Linked DNA regions of Mus musculus: region 1 is linked to region 2. The links are chromatin contacts, called in public HiChIP or PLAC-seq maps. All regions are on one chromosome and are shown on one strand. The core of a region is the stretch at or near the end of the contact, and the rest is flanking DNA. Distances in the headings are between cores, read along the strand shown. Region 1 overlaps Gm34613 (a long non-coding RNA gene). Region 2 overlaps Prkch (protein kinase C, eta).

Region 1 (4,320 bases), core at 1,111-3,610, 1.7 Mb before region 2:
GCTGAGAACTTGGCTTTTTGTCTTTTACAGTTTTTTTTTTTTTATTAAATAAAGTTCTTTGACAGTTTTATGGGTGTAGTGAATTTTAGTTGTTTTCACCCCCACTAACTCCTCACCCGCTCCTCTGCTGACACTGTTTTTCTCAAAAAGTCTCCTTCCTAGTTTCAAGTCATCATGGCTAATTCCGTTAACATCTTTGAACTTCAGTAAGTAAGACACAGCAAGAGGATTTAGACAGAACTAAACTCTCTGGACACCACCCAACCATGATTGCCCCCCATGTTGCTCTGAGCCCTTGAGCTATGGTGAGTTTGAATGTGGTGTTCTATGAATTATAGGGTCTCAGACCTTAGCATGAAAACAAAACAAAACAAACAAACAAACAAAACCCCACAACCTACCAGAACACCAGCATTCATCAACGATTACATATTAACACACTAGCATAAATTCTATTCTATTTCTGGTACTTTGGCAACTAGGTCAGTTACTGGAATTACTCTCTTCTTCTCATTTCACCTCTATAGTGTGGTTACCAGGAACCCCAACATGTCCATGCACTTCTTTGTCAATGTCTCAGCTTCATGGGGTGCAGCCTGAATGGTATCTATCAGCTGAAGCTGGCGGTGGAGTCACCTATTCCTGATGGTCCAGTCCGTCCCCTCACTGTGCTCCATAGGGTCTCCTGCAGCACCCAGCCCCATCCTGCCTGCTGCCCCGACCTCTAGGATTCTACCCTAGCACTGTTCCAAGCTGTGAGGAACCAGAGCCTCATCATGCTCTCTGCTGTGTCTTTAGTGACTCATTCAACAGATGGTTTCAGTAATTAATTAGTCACCCAGACAGTGCTGCAATCCCTGGGGATATAGCAATGAACAGGAAAAAGACCCTGATTACACATAGTCTTTGCCTGGGGTGAAGCGACCCTTTTCCTCTGTCACCTCCCGCGGCATTTTATGTTTGTCTTTTTAAAAAACGTTGTGCTTTTATTTATATGTATTGTATGAGGCTATGTGTGTGTATGCACACATAGAACACATGCGGGGGTGTCCACAGAGGCTAGAGAGGGTTGGCTTATATAGTAGTATCCAGATGACTAGATTCTTAATATAAAACTATTCCAACAAATTAATATGAAAAAGGTCCAGAGTGCAGCTGAAAGCGAGAAAAGGAAAAGAGGAGGGAAATATCACTGGATCTCAAATCTGGAAAGATCTAAATTCATTCATAAAAACACCTCTAATAAACAAATGAGAGGAATCTGGAGTGACAGGTCCTCTTCCACAGGTACACACGGCGGGTCAGTGTGTGGACGGTGCAAAACTAAGATGCTATCCCGCAGTCTGTCCAGTCGGATTTTAATTCCATGTGGCAATTCCAGTTCTTAGAATGGTTTTTTTTTTTTCCTTTTTGGTACGGAATCTATAAGGGTAAATTATGAGTCATGCTCAATGCGTTTTCTTGAAAACTTTATTTAAACAAAGACTTGTCTCTACAACTGCTTAATAACTGTAATCCAGCCATTCCCTGTGCATTTCTTACATTTCCCAGACTAACTAACCTGGGAAGGGGACTTGAGAGTCTTGTAAGCTTTGTGTGTTTCCTGAGTCTATAAAGTTTCTCATGAGTTTCATGAATCTGGCAACCTCCTTGGTCCCTCCAGAAGGGAGTGTTTCAATCCCAAGGAACGACTGCACATCATCAGGTTCCCAGCTTTATTCACAACTACACTGTATGTGGTTACTGTAACTATAACACTTAGGGGGCGCTCAACAAAACATGGAAGGAAGAGAAGGAAAGAGAAAGGGAGAAAGTTCCTGACACATAGTAGGTGCTTGATTCATACCTGTGAATTGAGGAAGTGGGAAGAACCTGTCATACAATAGGTGCTTGATTCATACATGTGAGTTGAGGAAGGGAGAAAGTGACTGGCACATAGTAGGCTCTTGCTTCGCACCTGTGAAGTGGTATAATGAGTGCTGTGCAGAGAAGTCAGGCTCTCCTCTTCCCTTCTTCACACATAGTCACATCCTTGAAGACTATGGGGCCAAGAGCAGGAGTCCTTTCTGCATACAGTCGATATCTACCAAGTAGAGTTCTATTGCATCCAAGCGTAGCTAACAACAATCTTGCCATTGTCTGTGAGACTCCTTGTGGAATTACCCTTCTGGCTTGAGGACCCAGAAGCCTTGTGGACCCGTTCCAAGGAGAATACAGGATGCACTTGCAATAAAGAAAGCTTCTTTGTGACTCATGAAACTCATCTTTTTTCCTCTTGGTTAGACATGTGCCTGCTATGCCCTGCAGAACCACGATATCCAGAAGTGGCGGAGTCAGGCGGAAATAAAAACAATTCAGTCCCTAAATGACGTGCCCCTTAATTCAAAATAAATCTGTGGCAGCCGACAGATACTTCTTTCAGATGGTTCTGAGAAAGGCTTGGCTTGTCCTAGCAAAGTTAGACACAGGCTTCATTATTTTTAGTCTTGTTAAAAGAAGTCACCATAGCAACGGCACCATCATCTAGGACAAATGTTATCTCTTTGAGTCAATAACACCAAGAGCTGTCCCACAAATATCTAGTGTTGTCAGAAGAAGAATTGACTTTCCAATAAAATTAATTTCTTCTGAAAGTCTTCCCCTATTCATCTTCATTTGTGAGCCCAGAAGTTTCCTTCCTCACAAATAAGAGATAGGAAAAGCAATCTCCAACTTTGTAAGGGCTGAGACTGCCCTGGCTCGTATCTGTTTGTAGAAAGTGATTGATTCTATTAGTTCCTTAAAACATGTAATTTCATTTGTGGCTTTTAAATCACCCACGGGACGCATGGCAGTAATTACTTTGACCCTCGGGCAGAGAATGTGCATTCTGAGAGAGCAGAGGGAGCCACGGTGAGGCAGGGATGCTCCTAACCTCCTAGGATGTCTTTCCAAGTGACAGAGCAGTCAGCTTAGTCCCTGTGGAGTAATATGAACCAGAATGTGGTGGCTGGCTTCGGCAGCTTGACTAGTCACATAAACTTACAGTATACTGACTTTCCAGCAATGGTAAACTGGTCCTTAACGGTTAAATGGAACCTTCAACCTTATCTGCTTCTTGGACTGAAAAAGCATATTAATTTTGGTGTCAGATCAAAGCACCAATGATAACTAGAGAAGAAAGTTGAGCCCCACCCCCCCCAGGACTCTGCTTCTGAATGCTGCTAAGACCTCACAGCCCCCACCCCCAGATTTGCCTCTTCTAGTCTAAGATTCCTTTGCACCCACCCTGTGACATTTAATAACTTTGAAATCAGGATATGCCTAATATTTCTTGGCATGGTGCAGCATTTTAGTGGCAGTTTTTAATTTGGGGGAAGGGGTACATGACACATTTCCCAGGAAGGAAAGGATAATGCCATTCTTTACTTACACATCAAGGAGCAGGCACCCTGAAAAGCAATGTGGAAGCATACTTTGATCAAATCTTTGAAAGAAGATGTATTTATTCGATTTTTTTTTATGTGTAAGTGTGTCTGTGTGTTTGTCTGTATGTACTCACATCTTTGCCCCAAGCCAGAAGAGATCAGAAGGTGTTGAGTCCACAGATGGATAAGCTTATAAAGAAAGAGGGTCATTATGATTGTGTTCTGGAACCATAAGATTAAGGACTACATCTGGTGATGGCTTTCTCAGTGACAGTCTTGAGATGACAAAGCGTCCAGAGCTGGAGACAGGTGGTGCACGTGCACAGGTGTCTTCTGGGTTTCTCCTCTTCGTATAAAATAAAGATTCAAGCTTGAAGTCTCTACCTTGGAGCCTTCAGTAATCAACTCCCAAAGGTCCCCCTCCCCTCCCCCACCTTCTTTCAAAACAATAAACCAAGAAGGTCATGATAGTCTAAACCTGTAATCTCACAGATGACATGACAGACATCTCAAGAGGAGTTGCGGGCATCTAAAAAAATAGTTTTTATTTTATGTGTATGCGTGTTTTGCTTGTATATACATTTGTGTGCTATGTGCATGCCTGATGCCCAAGGAGGTCAGAAGAGGGCACTGGATCATCTGGAACTAGAGTTAACAGGTGGTTGTGAGTCTCCATGTGAGTGCTGGCAACCAAAATCTTGGTCCTCTGCAAGAAGAGCAAGTGCTCTTAACCACCAAGCCAACTTTCCAACCCACTTAATTATTTGCTTTTTCAACACCACATACCTGGTTCCCTCTATGAACTTGGCAATAGAATGAATTTAGTGAATGACCCAGATGAGGTCCTTGACTTCATAGATGTTATAAGTAGCAAAACAAAACAAAACAAAAACAAACAAACATACAAAGAAGG
Region 2 (4,365 bases), core at 1,510-4,009:
TGGGAGATGCCAGTCTGTATTTCTAACTGCATTCTGGGCATAGCTACTAGGGCTGTCTTGACTTCTCAGACTTTGAAAGACTGGAAGTAAAAAGACTGGAAGTAAAAAGTCACCCCTTGGCTGTGGTGACTTGGGGGTGGGGAAAGTTAAAAGCTCATCACTGGAAATCTTGGGCCATCTTTCATGTCTACGGGCTCTACCATCCATGTTCGTTCTGTCCACTTTCGCTTTACTGCGCTACCAATTCCATCCCTCTTCTCTCCCCACTGGCTTGCTTGGAGAATTGTTTCCTGCCTGGCCTATGACCAAAAATTCTGAAATCTTGGTTTCTGGGCTGGCCACTGTTGGTCTGTTCCCCAAACATCTGATGGCTGCCACTGACAGACAAGGAAAACTGAAACCTTGTAGCTTCATCTCAAAACTGCCCTTGCCCCGACCTCAGCTTTCCTCAGATGTGACTTCATCCCAGCCATTTCCCGGGCTCCCATCCTGATCACATGGAATCTTCACAATTTCTTAGTTTCCATGCCTCTATCCTTCCTGCTCTAACCTATCTGGCAGGTGCGCCCTACATTGACACAGGTTCAAGAGGTGTTCCTTCCTCAAGGCCTTCCCATCAAAATGACTGCCTTTTCTGTGCTCTTGTTGTATTGCCTACATTAAGCCTTTAAGACATCGTGTATGTGTGCACATGTGTGTGCACTCACACACACACACACATACACACATGGTTCAAAGCCCCAACAGACAAATTCTTGTGAAAGTGTCTCTTATCTCATTTGTCTTGAGTTTCAAAAGCAAACACAGTAGACAGCAGGTGCTCAGGGCTTATTCATCCTCATAATGGAATGGTGGAGAAATTTCCTTCATGGTTAAACTAGACCATGACTGACTAGACCATAGCCTAGTCTGCATCTGTGTGAGGCATCAGCCAAGCAGGGGCAAATGAGTACAGTGTCGTGTGCACAGCCTGGGGTGACGGGTCCAAACCAAGCGTACACTTAAACCACAAACAGTGTATTTATTCCATAACTCACAGCCCACCCCAAATACAGTAAGTGGAAACTCTATGTCCTGGTCCCTCGGAAGAGGACCAGTCAGGGGGCATCTTTCCGGAGTCTCTTCTGTCTCTACATGGCTCTGCAAACCGTGCATTGGCACAGTCTACCTCCCATGCTAAGAAGGTCCTCATTTGTAATAATATATCCATATGGTAACCCTTAAGCAAGACAAGTTAACTGCTACCAGTATTTTCATCTTTACCTCTGTAACATGGGAAAAACTAAGCCTGCTTTAATCTTAGATCAGATTCCCCAGTTCCTGGGAAGGAAATGACCCTGAATACAAAACAAGCCCACCAAGCAGAAGGAGCGGGGTAGGGGACTCAGGCAGAGTGGCTTCCCAGAGGCAGCAACAGAGGCTGCTAGACACAGCTAGCAGCTTCCAGCTTCCTCCTGCACACACAAGACTGATGTCTCACAGAAAGGAAAAGTGTGCACCTCCACCAGTCAGACATGTTACTGACTAGAGTCTACCTTCTCTTTCTCTTCCACTGTTGCTTGGGTCTTGATGATATCAGTGGCCAGTCTACCCTCCATCACTGTATCCCAAGAGGAGACATTGCTACCTAGGTAGACTTGTATTGCTACCTAGGAAACATGACTCCAACCTGAGCTGCTCTCGCCCTTCTGCTTCATCCCTCTCTTTTAGTGCCTCAGAAATAGGGAAGTTCAAAAGGTTGTGTCAGCTGCCAGTGCTGTTATACGGAATAAGTTAAAAACCATCAGCACTGGCGATTCTTGGAACCAGAGACACTGGTCTTTCAACACATTCCTCTTTTCAATAACTGTGTTAAAAGATGAAGGACCAAAGAGGAGACTTCTTTTTTTTTTAAGTTATTGAGGTATGATTGACCCCAAAAGATGCAAATACTTAGCACATACAATTTGGTATGTTTGGTTAAGTACCCATCCATGTAGTCATCACTACAACTGATGCATTAAACACCCATTATCTCCAAAATTGCTGCACTTCCCCTCCTTCTGTGCTCAGAGTACTCAACACAACACAAGATGAGCCCTCGTAAGCAAACTGAGAAACCATCACACGTTGTTTGTTATCAATCCCCGTGCTGTAGGACGGACTTCTGGAATTTATTTCTCTCTCATTACCGAAACTCTGAACACTTTGTTCAGCACCTCCCTCTAGATGCTGGCACCCACAAGGCTACTCTGCTTCTATGGGCCTGACTCTTTGGGATCACACAGTTAAATGAAATCATGCTGTTTGTCCTCCTTTGTCCGGCTTGCCTGAATTAGTGCCATATCCCTTAGGACCATCTTCACCGCTATAAAGGACAGCGTTTCCCTCCTCCTCTTAAAAAGCTAAGTCGTGTTCCAAGGCAAATTCCCTTCATCCATTGGTTGATGGACATTTAGGTTATTTCAATATTTTGGTTGACATGAATACTGCTATGATACACATAAGGGTCCAGATGTTTTAGTCTGTCCTTTGCTGTTATAACAGAACACCCGAGGCTAGGACAATGTATAAAAGAAAAGCGTTTATTCAGCTTGTGATTATGAAGCTGAAAGTCTAAGACTGGACAGACACATGTGGCAAGGTCCCTGTGCTACCAGGGCACAGCAGAAAGGCCAAGGCAGATGCCAGGTGCAGAAGACACAGAGAACAAGGGGCCACTGTGTGTCCCTGCAACAACAAATTCAGTCTGTTAAGAACTCTATCAACCTCTCTTTATGTCCTAAGGGCCTCCCCTGTGTCTTTGAGACAAGGTCTTACTGTGCAACCCTGGCCAGACCAGCGCTCACTGTGTAGATCAGCCACCTTAGAAGTCATTCACCTCTGTCTCCTGAGTGCCAGCATTCAAGGTGTGTGCGCCGCACCAGCCTAATCATTTCTTAGAGTCTTTCAACACTGTTACATCAGACGCTGAACTCCAAGACAGGTTTTGGAGGGGACAAATTACATCCACATAGCAGGAGGGTGACTGTTTCCTATGCTGTGCAGAGCCCACTAGTCGGTTGTAGTCTTTTCTCTATTTGTTTGTTTGTTTCTGGTGTAACAGGAAAGAAGACCTTAGCAGGGAAATGTAGGCAGTGCACAGGAGAGGAAGAGGGAGAGGGAGAGGGGGAGGGGGAAGGGAGGGAGAGGGAGAGGGAGAGGGGGAGGGGGAGGGGGAGGGGGAGAGGAGGGGGTGAGGATGTGTGTGATCTCCAAAAAGAACAGAGGCAGTAGTTTCACTTAAACACCAGTGATTTGTAAGAGGCCTCTCCGAAGGCCTCCACCAGTAGGAACTGTTACTACTATTTCATCAAATGCCTATTGAGGAAGAGCCACTGTGTGAAGGATGGAAGGATTCCCCTTATATCTTCTTTCCTCTTAGTCTGGGAATAGGGGATGTCAGCCAGTTAACAAAGCCTTCTCTCCTTCGTAGGGGCTGTGAAGAAGATGGACTCCACATCTCTGAGTTTGCTGACAGTGAAAATAAGCTTCCTGGGAGGGTGGGAGGCACAGACTGGCTAGGGAGACATGGAAGAAGAGCTCTCCTGGAGAAGGCTCACCTAGGAATTGCAAACTTAGCTGGAGCAGGGGTAGCACTTCGGGCTAGCAAACCAAGTGAATGGGGACAGTGCTCCCCTTGGCCTAGGCTGGGGTATAGGAAGCCACTCCCACGCATAGAAATGCCACGAGGAAAGACAGGATCCTACTGTTTCCCCAAGTGCTTAGATTACCCACTGGTTCTCCTTGAGCAGTCTTTCTGCCCAGACATAGAGAGTTCAATGTTTCCAACCAGGTGGAAAACACTCAGTACACTGGAAAATTCTAGCACTGCCCTAGTTTCTGAGACACCCCCCCCCCAACCGAGATCTACTGAAATTAAAAAATTATTACATTTATTTATTTATTTATTTATTTATTTATTTATTGTGTGTGCCTATGCATATACCCATGTGCACTGGGCATGCCCCCTCGGAGACAGTGTCCTTATCAAGGGGACTGCAGAGGGAGTGCTCACTGGCTGCTTCATTCCTATACACCAGAAAAAAAAAAAAAAAAACTCCCACAAGACATCAATAGACCCGCATCTTGATCTTAAACTTCCCGCACTTTAGACTTGTGAGAAGGACGCGTCTGTTGTGTATACATCAGACCGTGGTATTTTATTATAGCAGTCTGAACCGGCTAAGAAATACTTTAGACGATAAATAATGAAAAGCATGGAGGGTTTTTTGTCTGTCACTTCTCCTCCTTTAGCTCGAGGAAACAAAGTTGCAAACAAGAACCATTTCTTTCTACTCTAGTCATTACTTTTACTTCTTTATGGTTTTATACAAGGATCTAGAT

What was found. HiChIP or PLAC-seq counts read pairs in DNA pulled down with a chosen protein or histone mark.
Region 1: an H3K27ac HiChIP or PLAC-seq map of oligodendrocyte precursor cells shows a contact between it and region 2, with 5 times the contacts expected there. The contact joins two enhancer-like sites. A contact is called at or near these places in 2 of 39 promoter capture datasets (embryonic stem cells and hippocampal neurons) and 1 of 115 datasets of contacts at active chromatin or transcription factors (oligodendrocyte precursor cells).

Annotation. Positions count from the first base shown.
Region 1 is chr12:75,422,576-75,426,895 of GRCm38.p6, reverse strand. It overlaps Gm34613 (a long non-coding RNA gene), which reads right to left. Exons shown (of 4, transcript XR_381695.3): 4 at 4,088-4,320. Among named protein-coding and RNA genes, the nearest start is that of Gphb5, 8.0 kb to the right of the region's middle. Within about 2 kb of position 2,360, at least 26 of the 459 cell types and tissues checked have an H3K27ac peak or open chromatin away from gene starts, as enhancers often do. A contact at or near this core is called in oligodendrocyte precursor cells, where this site is marked.
Region 2 is chr12:73,734,500-73,738,864 of GRCm38.p6, reverse strand. The region is part of intron 10 of Prkch (protein kinase C, eta); the gene reads right to left. Among named protein-coding and RNA genes, the nearest start is that of Gm34189, 45 kb to the left of the region's middle. Within about 2 kb of position 2,759, at least 18 of the 459 cell types and tissues checked have an H3K27ac peak or open chromatin away from gene starts, as enhancers often do. A contact at or near this core is called in oligodendrocyte precursor cells, where this site is marked.